Regions from separate parts of the Mus musculus genome. Here region 2 is linked to region 1. A link is a contact called in public promoter capture Hi-C data. All regions are on one chromosome and are shown on one strand. The core of a region is the stretch at or near the end of the contact, and the rest is flanking DNA. Distances in the headings are between cores, read along the strand shown. Region 1 overlaps Gdpd5 (glycerophosphodiester phosphodiesterase domain containing 5). Region 2 overlaps Xrra1 (X-ray radiation resistance associated 1).

The links. Promoter capture Hi-C pulls out the DNA fragments that hold promoters and counts their contacts.
Region 2: a contact with region 1 is called in a promoter capture Hi-C map of hippocampal neurons, with 7 times the contacts expected there. The contact joins two enhancer-like sites. A contact is called at or near these places in 2 of 39 promoter capture datasets (hippocampal neurons and liver), 1 of 15 datasets of contacts at CTCF or cohesin (the NIH/3T3 cell line), 1 of 484 Hi-C or Micro-C datasets (pro-B cells), 1 of 115 datasets of contacts at active chromatin or transcription factors (differentiating embryonic stem cells) and 4 of 9 other capture datasets (adipose tissue, liver, macrophages and 1 more).

What each region holds. Positions count from the first base shown.
Region 1 is chr7:99,455,709-99,461,105 of GRCm38.p6, reverse strand. Gdpd5 (glycerophosphodiester phosphodiesterase domain containing 5) reads right to left here. Exons shown (of 18, transcript NM_201352.3): 16 at 4,572-4,654; 17 at 2,220-2,332; 18 at 1-1,147. The coding sequence ends at 993. Among named protein-coding and RNA genes, the nearest start is that of Klhl35, 7.6 kb to the left of the region's middle. Within about 2 kb of position 2,130, at least 8 of the 459 cell types and tissues checked have an H3K27ac peak or open chromatin away from gene starts, as enhancers often do. A contact at or near this core is called in hippocampal neurons, where this site is marked.
Region 2 is chr7:99,875,618-99,881,014 of GRCm38.p6, reverse strand. Xrra1 (X-ray radiation resistance associated 1) reads right to left here. Exons shown (of 19, transcript NM_001164258.1): 6 at 4,725-4,797; 7 at 1,548-1,645. The region is part of intron 4 of Gm38405 (a long non-coding RNA gene); the gene reads left to right. Among named protein-coding and RNA genes, the nearest start is that of Xrra1, 19 kb to the right of the region's middle. Within about 2 kb of position 2,539, at least 8 of the 459 cell types and tissues checked have an H3K27ac peak or open chromatin away from gene starts, as enhancers often do. A contact at or near this core is called in hippocampal neurons, where this site is marked.

The DNA of each region.
Region 1 (5,397 bases), core at 881-3,380:
CCAGTAGTCTTCACTTTCATCTGCAAAATGGCTCTTCATCAAAACCCGGGGCCAACACCTAATCCCAACCCCAGCATGCTGGGTCCCCAAACTGCCACTGACAATTCAGAGACAACACACATCAAGATGGCAGCTTTAATTGTCTTTGCCCTTGGGTTCCTTCTACTGTAGGCAACTTTGGCCAGAGGCCCATGCTTGACTGAGCCCAATGTGCTTCGCCCAGGTGGCCCATTGCCCTGTGGCCGCTGCTGTGGGAACCTGAGGTCAGATCAGTCTGTCGTTCACCTGGTCCTCAAGGCTTCTTCTGCCCCAGAGGCCTGCTGGACAGTTGGGTGTGAGGCAGGACAGCCCTGAGCCTGTGATTCCGGTCCTCTCCAGCTGCTTCTCAGGGACAGAGAGGTCAGTGGTAGAAGGGAGCTGGTTGGGAGGAACGCATCTCCACCACAGCCACTGCTTTCTTCTCCTGAGATGAACTTCCTTGTGCTTTGAGATGGGTGCAGAGCGTAGAAACACCCCCCCCCCCCCAAGAGGGAGGCCCAGCCAACGTCCTCAAGGCAGGGGTGAGAACATTAGTCATCTCACAGCACAGACAGATAAATAGAGAGGTGTGGGCATAGGGAGACATCCACGTCCTCCACTTGCTTGTGGCACACGGCACAGCCCAGTGACTCACCAACCCTTCCAGGCTGGGAGGCCAAGGATGACTATGAGAGTGGACCAGGAGATCAGGCCTTCGCTTCCTGGATGAAAAGCCCCAGGCCTGCAGGGGCATCTAGAGGCTGGAGTCCTGGTCCAGCTGAGCCTCAGCGGAGAGGGCCCCTTTGGTCACCCCCCCACTCATGCAAGAGAGACTGGAACAGACAAAGGAGCTTGGAGCACATAAGTAGGCTGAGGAGCCAGCTCCCGGGCCCTCTAGGTGCAGCTTCTTTTCATCAGACCTTCCTCTCTTCTAGGTTCTACCTTGGGTACAAGTTGGGCAGACAGATCTTCAGCTAATGCCCACTCTGCTCTGTGACGGTCTTGGCACGGCTGCCAGCATTTCGAGGGCCCACGGGGGTGGCTGTGCTGTTGGCATTAGCATAGGTGTCGTAACTGCTGTCTGAACATACGGAGAGCTCATCGGAGACTTCCACACCATCACTGATCTCTGTTTGACCAGAGGAGACAGAATGTGAGCGAGGAAGATTGGCTCTGAGGACAGGGGGACAGGCAGAGGGAAAGGAAGGCACTCGGAGACAGATGTAATCACTGGTTCCAGTCAGCATGGAGCCTGTGGGCACTGAGCCTGGCGTTCAGGGGCCTCCTCAGTCCCTCCTAGGCCCTTAGTCCTCTGCCCCCTGGAACTCCTGTTGCAGAAACCTAATGCACCCTCGGGGGCTTGTTACCCAGTGTTTACTTTGCTCCGGGCATTTGCACACGTTGCCTTCTCTCTGTCCAGTGTCTTCTCTCCCCAGCAACAGCTCTTTTCCTAAAATCTAGCTCAAGCTTCCCATCCCTGGTATGGGATGCCTACTAGACATCTCCTTGATTCCCCAAGCTGGGCTGGGACTTCATATTTCAAGCCAGCCCAGTTCATCCAGCCCTCTCACGATCTACAATCGCCCGTGTCCTGGTGTTGGGAGGTGACTGGGCAGAGCCGAGGTTCTGGAAGGTGGCTCTGTGGAATGCTGCTTGGTTCTTTACGCCCAGACAAGCAGCACCTTGGGGCACACCCGTGTCCACAGAAGCACTCCTCCTAGTGTCTGATCAAGCCGTTACCCAGGCACCTCCAGTCTCCTTCACACCCAGCCACATCACCACCTCAAACCTTTCTTGCTGCCCCAGGGAGCCCTGAGCACACTTTCTGACTCAGTTCTTCTCTGAGGAGCCTCAGTGACACCCAGTTCCGCACAGGTCTTTACAGCTGCCTTCATAGACCAGGAATGCCAGCAGGGACGGAAAAGAACGCTGTTGTCACTTGTGGAAGTCATGTGTGAACCAAGGAAAGGCCTTGGGCCTTCACACAAACACCCACCCCCACACTCCAGCTTGTCACATTTGTTCACCAACCCACGGCTCATACTAAGCCTCAAGATCTGGGGTTGTGTGATGAGGACACACATGTGTTTCTGTCTCTTGGTACGTGCGTGGGTGTGGACCTGGAAAGAGGGATATGCCATCCACCTGTCCTGATGTATTACATGTGTGCCACCTAATCCAGGGCCCGCACAGGCTGTCACCTGAGAAGATGAGTTTTTCTTTCATGATGCTGACGTCCCGGCTGGTCCGGCGTACAGCGGCGCTCAGCATGATCTGCTCTGGGTTGTAACTCCGTATACCACCCAGGCGCCACCTGCAGAGACGGCCCAGTGAGCATCAGGTCCTCCCCCAGCCTCCCAGGAGCAGAGACCCTGCCCAGAGCCTCTCCTCATGTGGCCTGAGAGACCCATGATCCAAATGGGGAAGCTGAGGCCCAGAGAGGGGTAGTGTACTGATTTCCAGCCAGGGCCCTCCTGCCTCTCTCCCACCTCCTTTATCAGCCACCCTGACCCGGAAAGGCAGTTTTATATGTTATACCCTGGCTCTCGTTGGATGCGACAGTCTTGGGAGGAAGGAGCTTAGCAGATAGGACACTGATGACCTCCTATAAACCAACTAACACAACAGGCTGAGCAAAACCAGAAGGGGCCAAAGAGGACAGTGACAGTGAGGTTTTGCTTAGGACTAGCCCTCACAGGTCCCCGGACAAAGATGCTAGAGGAACATGGTCTGGAGTTATCTGCTTAGAAATAAGCACCCCTGACTCCCCAGGAGATGGACCCCTGCTGGGTGGTTGGAGGCAGCTAAGACTCCATATAAAACTCACTGTGGGGTTATAGATGGGGCCGACACAGCAGAAACGGACAGACAGGGTAGTAGGACAGACAGAGGGGAAGCAGGAGGCTGGAGGGGAAGGCACTGCGCCTCGGTGGGCCAGTGCTTGTTCCTCTGGCTCCTTGGCCGGCCCCGAGTGCCAGCCTCGATGCCGGGCACGCTGTGAGGCTAGGCAAGTGTTTGTTGAATCAATGAATGAACAGGTGAGGCCCACAGTAAGTATCTCTCTCCAGATTCATCTCCCATGGCTCCCTGTCCTCTCTCTGGCTATTCCTGACCCACAGGAGACAATGACCCTGCTGGGGCTGTGCCTGTCTGCTGGGCTCAGAACCACACAGGCAGCGCCTGTGTACTCTACAAGTGGAATGAGAATGCGCGAGTAGACTTCTTGTCAAGGGCTCAGTCCCATAGCCAGGGTCGAGGTTCTCTTAGCCTCAGACCTAGAAGCTGGTCAACAAAGCAGCCTGACCCAGCAAGTCTTAAGGTCCCTGACCACCCCTAATACTAAGGTCTCATCTTAGAAATTAATGTTAGAACCCACGGGGGGGGGGGAGTATCAGGCTAGGGTCTCTACAGCTAGGCACATCCGGGTCAGGAAAGCCACCAGGGGTTGAGGGGTGAAATCGGTCTCCCCGGGGGGGAAGGAGAAAGGAATGAGGGTGTGGATCACAGCAAAAAAGAAAAGGTTGTGGGAGAGATACAGAGAAACAGCATGAACCACTGGAAAGGAAGTCCCAAGAGTCAAAAGCCATTGGAGCAGGAGAGAAACAGAAACTTGGGCTTTGCATTGGGCAGGTGGCAAAGGGCCCCCTGAGTGCTGGACTTGGGGAGGTGAGAACCCTCTCTCCAGGGGAGACAGTCTGGTGGAGGGAAACTGGGTCAACACCTACCAAGAAAACACTGGTCTACACCTGCAGACACTGCAGTAGGGACCAGAAAGTGCAGCACACATAGCCAGACAGGAAGAAGACATCCCAGCACTCAGGAGGCTGAGGCAGGAGGATCAAAGGTTGGAGGACACCCTGGGCTACACAGTGAGACTTTGTCTCAAAGGGAAAAAAAAAAGGAAAAGAAAGAGCAGAAAGGAGGGGATGGGAAGGCAGAGAAGGGCCCGTGCTTCAGGCAGAGACGGGCAAAGGTGACCCAGCTCAGGGCTTGGTGCACATCGGCTTTCAGACAGACCTGGAAAGGGAGTGGCCAGAAGGGGAGAGAGGAGCAGGAGGGGAGCACACCAGAATTACCTGATCAAGTGATAGCTGTGAGATGCCAGAGTGCAGCAGAGAGGGGGAGGGGAGAAAGGAGGGACGTGCGCCATCAGAGCAGGATGGGACAGAGAGAGAACGTCAGTCAAGAGCCAACCCCAGCCCCTAGGTTCCTGGTTGCCTAGGGCCCCAGGCTGGCCCAGCATCTTCCCCTTCCCAGACCACCCATTCCACCATGGCAGCCTCATGCCAGCTGTCTTAAGGGGTGCAAGGGGCTTCAGCTGGCAGAGTAGCACTTGGTCCTACTAGGAGTGAGCCCGTGCACTGGCTCACAGTGGGCAGAATGGCCACAGAGGGGGCAACAGCCACCAGATAGATACCACACAGCAGATCAGAGCAAGGTTTGGCTCTGAGTCCTGAGCTGGGAGCCCATTCTAGAGACCATCTGGCTTCTGCTGAGGGTGGAGCTGGGCCTGATGGGGTAGGCAGGCTATGGAGGGGTTGGGGTCTACTCACTTCTGGAGCACGAAGATGCCGATGATGAGGCTGAAGGAGATCAGGTCGGCAGTGACCCACATGAGGCAGTACTCGTCTGGGGGCTGTGGAGAGATGAACCAAGATTAGCTTATGAGTGTATGTACAGCTCATCTATAACGAGGGGCCACAGACTGGGGGACCTCTTACAAGGATGGGCAAGGAAGGAGCTTGAGGCTTCTCACTGTTTTATTTTGCAGGAATGAACTCGGGGTGTGGTGGGCTGCGTGCACGTGTGCGTGCGTGTGTGTGTGTGTGTGTGTGTGTGTGTGTGTGTGTGTGTGTATGCAAACATGTATGCATGCATGAGTGTATGGCACCAGGCGTGGTGGCACATGCCTTTAATCCCAGCACTTGGGAGACAGAGGCAGGCAGATCTCCGAGTTTGAGGCCAGCCTAGTCTGCAGAGTGAGTTCCAGGACAGCCAGGGCTACACAGAGAAAAAACAAAACAAAACAACAACAACAACAAAAATCAAGGTAGAGGTAGTATGTTGAAATTCAAGTGTATATAAGCTACAGGAGCTCAAGGCAAGTGACAAATGATAATGCATGTGAGATACCATGGGCCAAGCAGACAGACATATGACCCTACAAATAGGTATGGGGCACCCATGTCAGACAGTAGGACATTGATCACAAGCCCCATATATGTGTCCTCAGTACCCTTGGTTAATGGGGGGCACTTTTCTGTCCATCAACTCCCAGGCCTGAACACTACAATATGTGTGCTTCTGCTGCCTGCCTAGTACTTATTTCATGTCACCTTAGAGGAGGTGTTTAAGGACCGTGGGCAGATGGAAGCTGAA
Region 2 (5,397 bases), core at 1,290-3,789, 420 kb before region 1:
AGTTACTCGTAGGGTCAAAGTGTGTGATCATATCCCTCTGGTTGGCCACTGGTACCTGTGTTGTGTTTTGGGTATTTGGAAGGAGGAAGACAAGGTTCAAGGCACAATTTGCAACTCTTGTGTGCTCAGACTGTTCTCTGAAAAAGTCAAAGAACAACGGAGTCCCTAGGTGGCACCTGGACCCAGAGGGTGGGGAAATGGCTCTCTGGATCTCTCATGTCTAGGATCTACTTCCCACTGTCAACACCAAAATACAAGATGGAAAGATGCTTTAACATAGCTCCAAGCTGCATCAGTCATTTCCACTGGGTTTTACTGGACTTTGAGAGTTTGTATACTGAATAATATGTCTGAGGACCAATTTATGACCCAAGTCAGAGCAAACTGTTGTCATCTTCAGTGTGACTTGAAAAGTCACATGGAGAGAAGTCAGTATTGCATTCAACACAGAATGCTTTCAGAGTGTGAAGACATACCTACCATCTTGAGCTGATGCCCATTTCAGTATGTTAAAAGTGTTTCCAAACTCTGGCATATAAAGGCCATCGACTCTTTGAAAAGGTCAGTCTCCCGAAACAAGTAAAGGGAGGCCCATAGAAGCATGGCTGACCTTTGATGCTTGCAGATTTAAGCTACTAAAGCTAAGCACACGTAGACATGTTGCTAAGGTGTGAATGAAAGTACTTTACTATAAGGCCAGCACACAGGGAAGGACACACTACTCAGGGAGAGAGTGAGCCTGGCCAGGGGCTGAGCCCCACTTCCAGCACTATTCCCCAATTCTTGTGTGCAGTGACTCTCAGGTAGTGACAAAGCCTTCATTCCCTTGTTAAAAAAAAAGTGGCCCTTGAGCCTTTATCAAAGTCAAAAGAGGTAAGAAAGTATGAGGCTATGCAAGGCAGACTTTCTGTATTTTCTATCCCAAGGTTCTGAGAACTAGAGATGTGCATGGGGTGTGCCCGCGCCTCTAGTGTGCTGTTGAATCCACGGGGGCCTTGTGTGCCCATCCTCATCTTCAGGTCAAGGGACTACCCCAGTCCGCTGGGACCAACCTCGCTTACTGAGGTCAGGGTATGCTTTGGTATTGGTCCACATAGTCTCTAGCTCACTGCACCCTGCTTTAAAGCTGGATTCAAGCTCTCTAAACACCTAAGGAGATATATCTCCCATGAAACTCTTCCTCCTATGATACTCCGTTTAAACTCACTTTTCTATAGATTCCTCTGAATATGAATGACCCTTGGCACTTACATTCCAGGGTCATACACCTTGGCCATAATTACCTGTCTGCCATCAGTACCACTAACACTATTACCTTCACCACCATCACCACCACCATCCTCCTCCTCATCATCATTATCATTGTCATCATCATCATCACCACCACCACCATCACCACCATCTTCTCCAGAGGCCAGAAGCAAGAAGCAAGAGCCTAGCAGTGAAGGCCCAGAGAACCTTTGTCCAAAGTCATAATCTGTCGAGATGCCTATACTCATTCTTACAGGGGAACAGGTAGGATCAAAAACTTCCTACCTCCAACTTACTTCCAATGTCTTGAAGTCTCCATATTTCACGTAGACCATCTTGATGCCATTGAACGCAAGCTCCAGTTCCTTTAGAACTGGAAATGTGTGAAAGACATCTACATGGAAACGGGGGGGGGGGGAGAGAAAGAGAATAAGAGAGGATCTTGAGCTTGGAAAGGCTTACAGAGGAAGATGCTAATGATCATTCACTGAGCTTCCAGCTGTGGGCGATGCTTTATGTTGCAGACCTCAGATCTCTAACCATAAGGTTGGAGAGATGGTTTGGAGGTTAAGAGAATTCCCTGCTCTTGCAGAGTATAGTTCAGTTCCCAGCGTCCACCCTGGGTGGCTTCCAACTGCCTGTTACTTCATCTCTAGGGGATTCCAAGAAAAATTTAAACCTCTAGCTACTTCACTAACAAGAATCCATTCATCCTATCACTGAGGAAATGACATCTCTGGAAGGCTAAGTGACTTATTTGAAATAAGGTGGCTGGTAACTGGGAAAACTAAGGCTCGAATGTTAAGTCTGTTCAAATGGAAGGCCTGTCCATTTAAAACTGATATATATTATTTTCTCTTCCCAATCCAGGGGCCAACCTAAGGGTCTTGTGCATGCTAGGCAAACTCTCTACCACTGAGCCACACTCCTAGATAACCTCTGATTAGAGATGCTAACATGCTTACCCCAAATAGTCAAACATCACGGGGAAAAATGTTCCTTTAATCCCAACATTTAGTGTCAACTGTTCAAAATTTTATGTATATACCTAATATTTTTCTCATGTATGTATTGAAATACAGTTTTCTTCTTATAAAAACAGAATACATGCTGTACAGTGGCTTTTCTCCTTTCACAGTTTGATGTGAAGATTATTCCAGGTTAAACTTGTCCAGCATCTTAGTTATCTTTCTAGTATAGACATGCACTCGCTTTTCCTGTTGGTAGTGTGTAACCTATGTGGGAGGGAGGTAATCAAGGACTCCTTCTTGCATGACAACTGGATCTTAGATTCACTTTCTAGGCCTGTTTCCCTGGTAACCTAAAGCACATGCTATGGTAACTGTGTTACTAGGCAACTATTGCTTGTGGTAAAAATGACTGCAGAGTGGAAAATTATGTCTGGACCAGGAGAAGGTATAAATTATAAATGCCCGAAGGGGGTGCTTCTCTTTAAGTGGTGACTCCTAGAATCAGACATGTCCTTCATGGGTATTCTGTAATATAGACCTATGGAATGGCACATTGGTTCCTGTGTTGATGAGATTTCCAAACAAGGGTGATCCCTGCATTTACCCAATGAGAGTTTCTGTCCAGCACCCAGGGTGACTCTTGGCTAGTGGACAACCCTGCAAGAGAGTCAACCATGGGAACTCCACTGTAGGACTCCTGAAATCCTACAGGAACACAATGTAGAATCACTTAGAAGCTTCTAAGTGAACCTGGTGTACTATGTAGCCTACAAGAGCTTGAGAGTCAGGAGGCTCAGTAAGGTCAAATAAGACACTGACTGGGGGAATTCCCTTGGGTAAGTCTCTTTCTGTGGAATATATTCCTAGAAACAGAACTACTAAAGGCAGTGACTATCTCAACTTTTAAAAGATTTATTTATTTACTTATTTATTATATGTATATGTTCCTGTGTGACACTGTGTGCAGTAAGTATGTGCAGAAGCCAATGAAAGTGAGAAGAGGTCACTGGATCCTCTGGAACTGGAGTTACAGGTGGCTGTGAGTGGCCCCCATGGGTGCTAGAAATTGAACCCAGGTCCTCTGCAAGAGCAGCAAATACTCTTAACAGCTGAGCCAGATCTCCAGCCTCATCTTAAATTTTAAGAGACATTGCCAAATTTCCTTTAAGGACTCACACAACTTTCTTATATTTGACTTTCACCGAGAGTCTCCCTTGACTACGCAGGGCTGGCTGTGGTTAGCATCTTTCATACTTGCCAATATTTGATGGACATAAAACTGTGTACTGGTGTTATAGGTGGCTGTGAGTGACCCCCATGTTTTTGTCCTTAATGAAGCTGGGCATTTATCAGGCCTTTTGGCCTGTTTATACCAAGGCATTCCTAGCAGAATACACTTTCTTCTAAGGCAAGGATCTTATTAGATGCTTTGATGGACGCTATCCTCCAACTCATTGAAACAAACTCATTGACACACCCCTTCTAGAACTGTCTCTGGGTATCCCCAGCCTCATCCCTGCCCCTGTGATTCCCATCTCTTCCCAGATCACTCTCTCAATCCCCTTCACTCCCCATCTCAAGCTTCATTCCCCTCCCATGGAAAACCCCTCCTCTCTGAGATTCCCTGGTTAAAAGCCTTCCACGCCTCTTCTGTCTAGAGGACTAAGCTCAACTCTCAAAGCCCTTGATAATCAAGCCCTTGCCAGTGCATCTAGCCTCAGTTTTTCTCCCCATGTATGCCTTGTATACAATCTTCCCAACAAGGCAGTATCATTCCACAGCTGCCCTTCAATCCAAAGCACCGATTCCTGAGTCAATTTCTTGTGTGTGTGTGTGTGTGTGTGTGCGCGCGCGCGCACGCGCACATGCAGGTGTCAGAGGACAGTTTTTCAGGAGATGGTTCCCTTCTTCTATCATGTGAGTCTCAGGGATCAAATTCAAGTCACCAAGCTTGGCAGCAGGTGCTTGCAGCCACTCGACCATCTTGCTGGCCCAGTGTATTTATCTTTTGATCCAGTCTCAGGCACTCTTTCCTAGGTTTCCTGACTCACTGGACTGGGTTAAAGTCCCTCTGGGATGCACACCTGGTGTCTCCTGATTTCCCTGTACCAGTACTTATATGTACCCTGCTTTTGATCTGAGTCTGAAACCATCTCTCCTACTAACCATAAGCTCTCCAAAGCAGCAACTGGGCGCCTTTCTCGATAAAGGCCACACAGTCCTGGCACCAGCAGGGGGCACTGTAGATCTGCTGAATTAAGGCTTTCTCTCTCACTGGAGTTTGCAAGGTGGCCTGCCAGGCTGCAGGAGAGGATTATCTGTGTTTGTGGAGAGGAGCTTCAGCTGACAGGGAAACCTTGGTGAGTGACACTTCAGCACCAGAGTCGAGATCTGTGCTCTCTCCAGAGCCATGAGAGTCCAACCTCAGATGGACAGACAGACAGACAGACAGACATATCCTTTGTGGGCCAGGAGGACAGTTTCTAAGAAGAGAAAGCTCACCTAGAGGTAGCAGGTTTTCAGAGGCATTGATATAAATCACAGACGTAAAATGTTTGAAGTCCTTTTCCTTTGCCTGTCAGAAAGCATGCCAGAGAAACACAGGATTAGTTCCCTGCCCGGGAGCCTGCAGAAAAACCAGAGCAGCTGCTAAGAGGACAGATGCCTAAAAGGGACTGAGAGACATTCTTAGTGCAAGAGCAGCCACGTGGGGAGGGCTATGGGGACTTCTCTGTTTTCTTCTACCCTGAAATACTTCAAACATATTGAAACACACGCTGAGTGATACTTTGAAGATGTAGCCACCGTGACCCAGTTTTAAAGACCTGAGTCTGAACTGTCTAAACTTGAAAGAAACTATTAGAAGACATATGGCCTCTATTACCACACCCTCCACAGGTCTCCTCAAACCCTACGCCTTATCCCTGCTCTTAGTTTTTGTGTATATAACATATACACCAATGTTTATGCCCACCAATTATACATAGGGTTATTTACATGCTTTAAGACTTTATATTCATACTATGGTACGAATGTGTCTTTATGCTTGAGAGTATGGCTTTGAGATTTGCATGAGATGTGTATAGCTCTTTGGAGATTAAACTGTGTTGATACACATAGGTCTAATTTGTCCATTTGAATTCCTTGCTTGAGTAAATGACAAGTTATCCTCTTC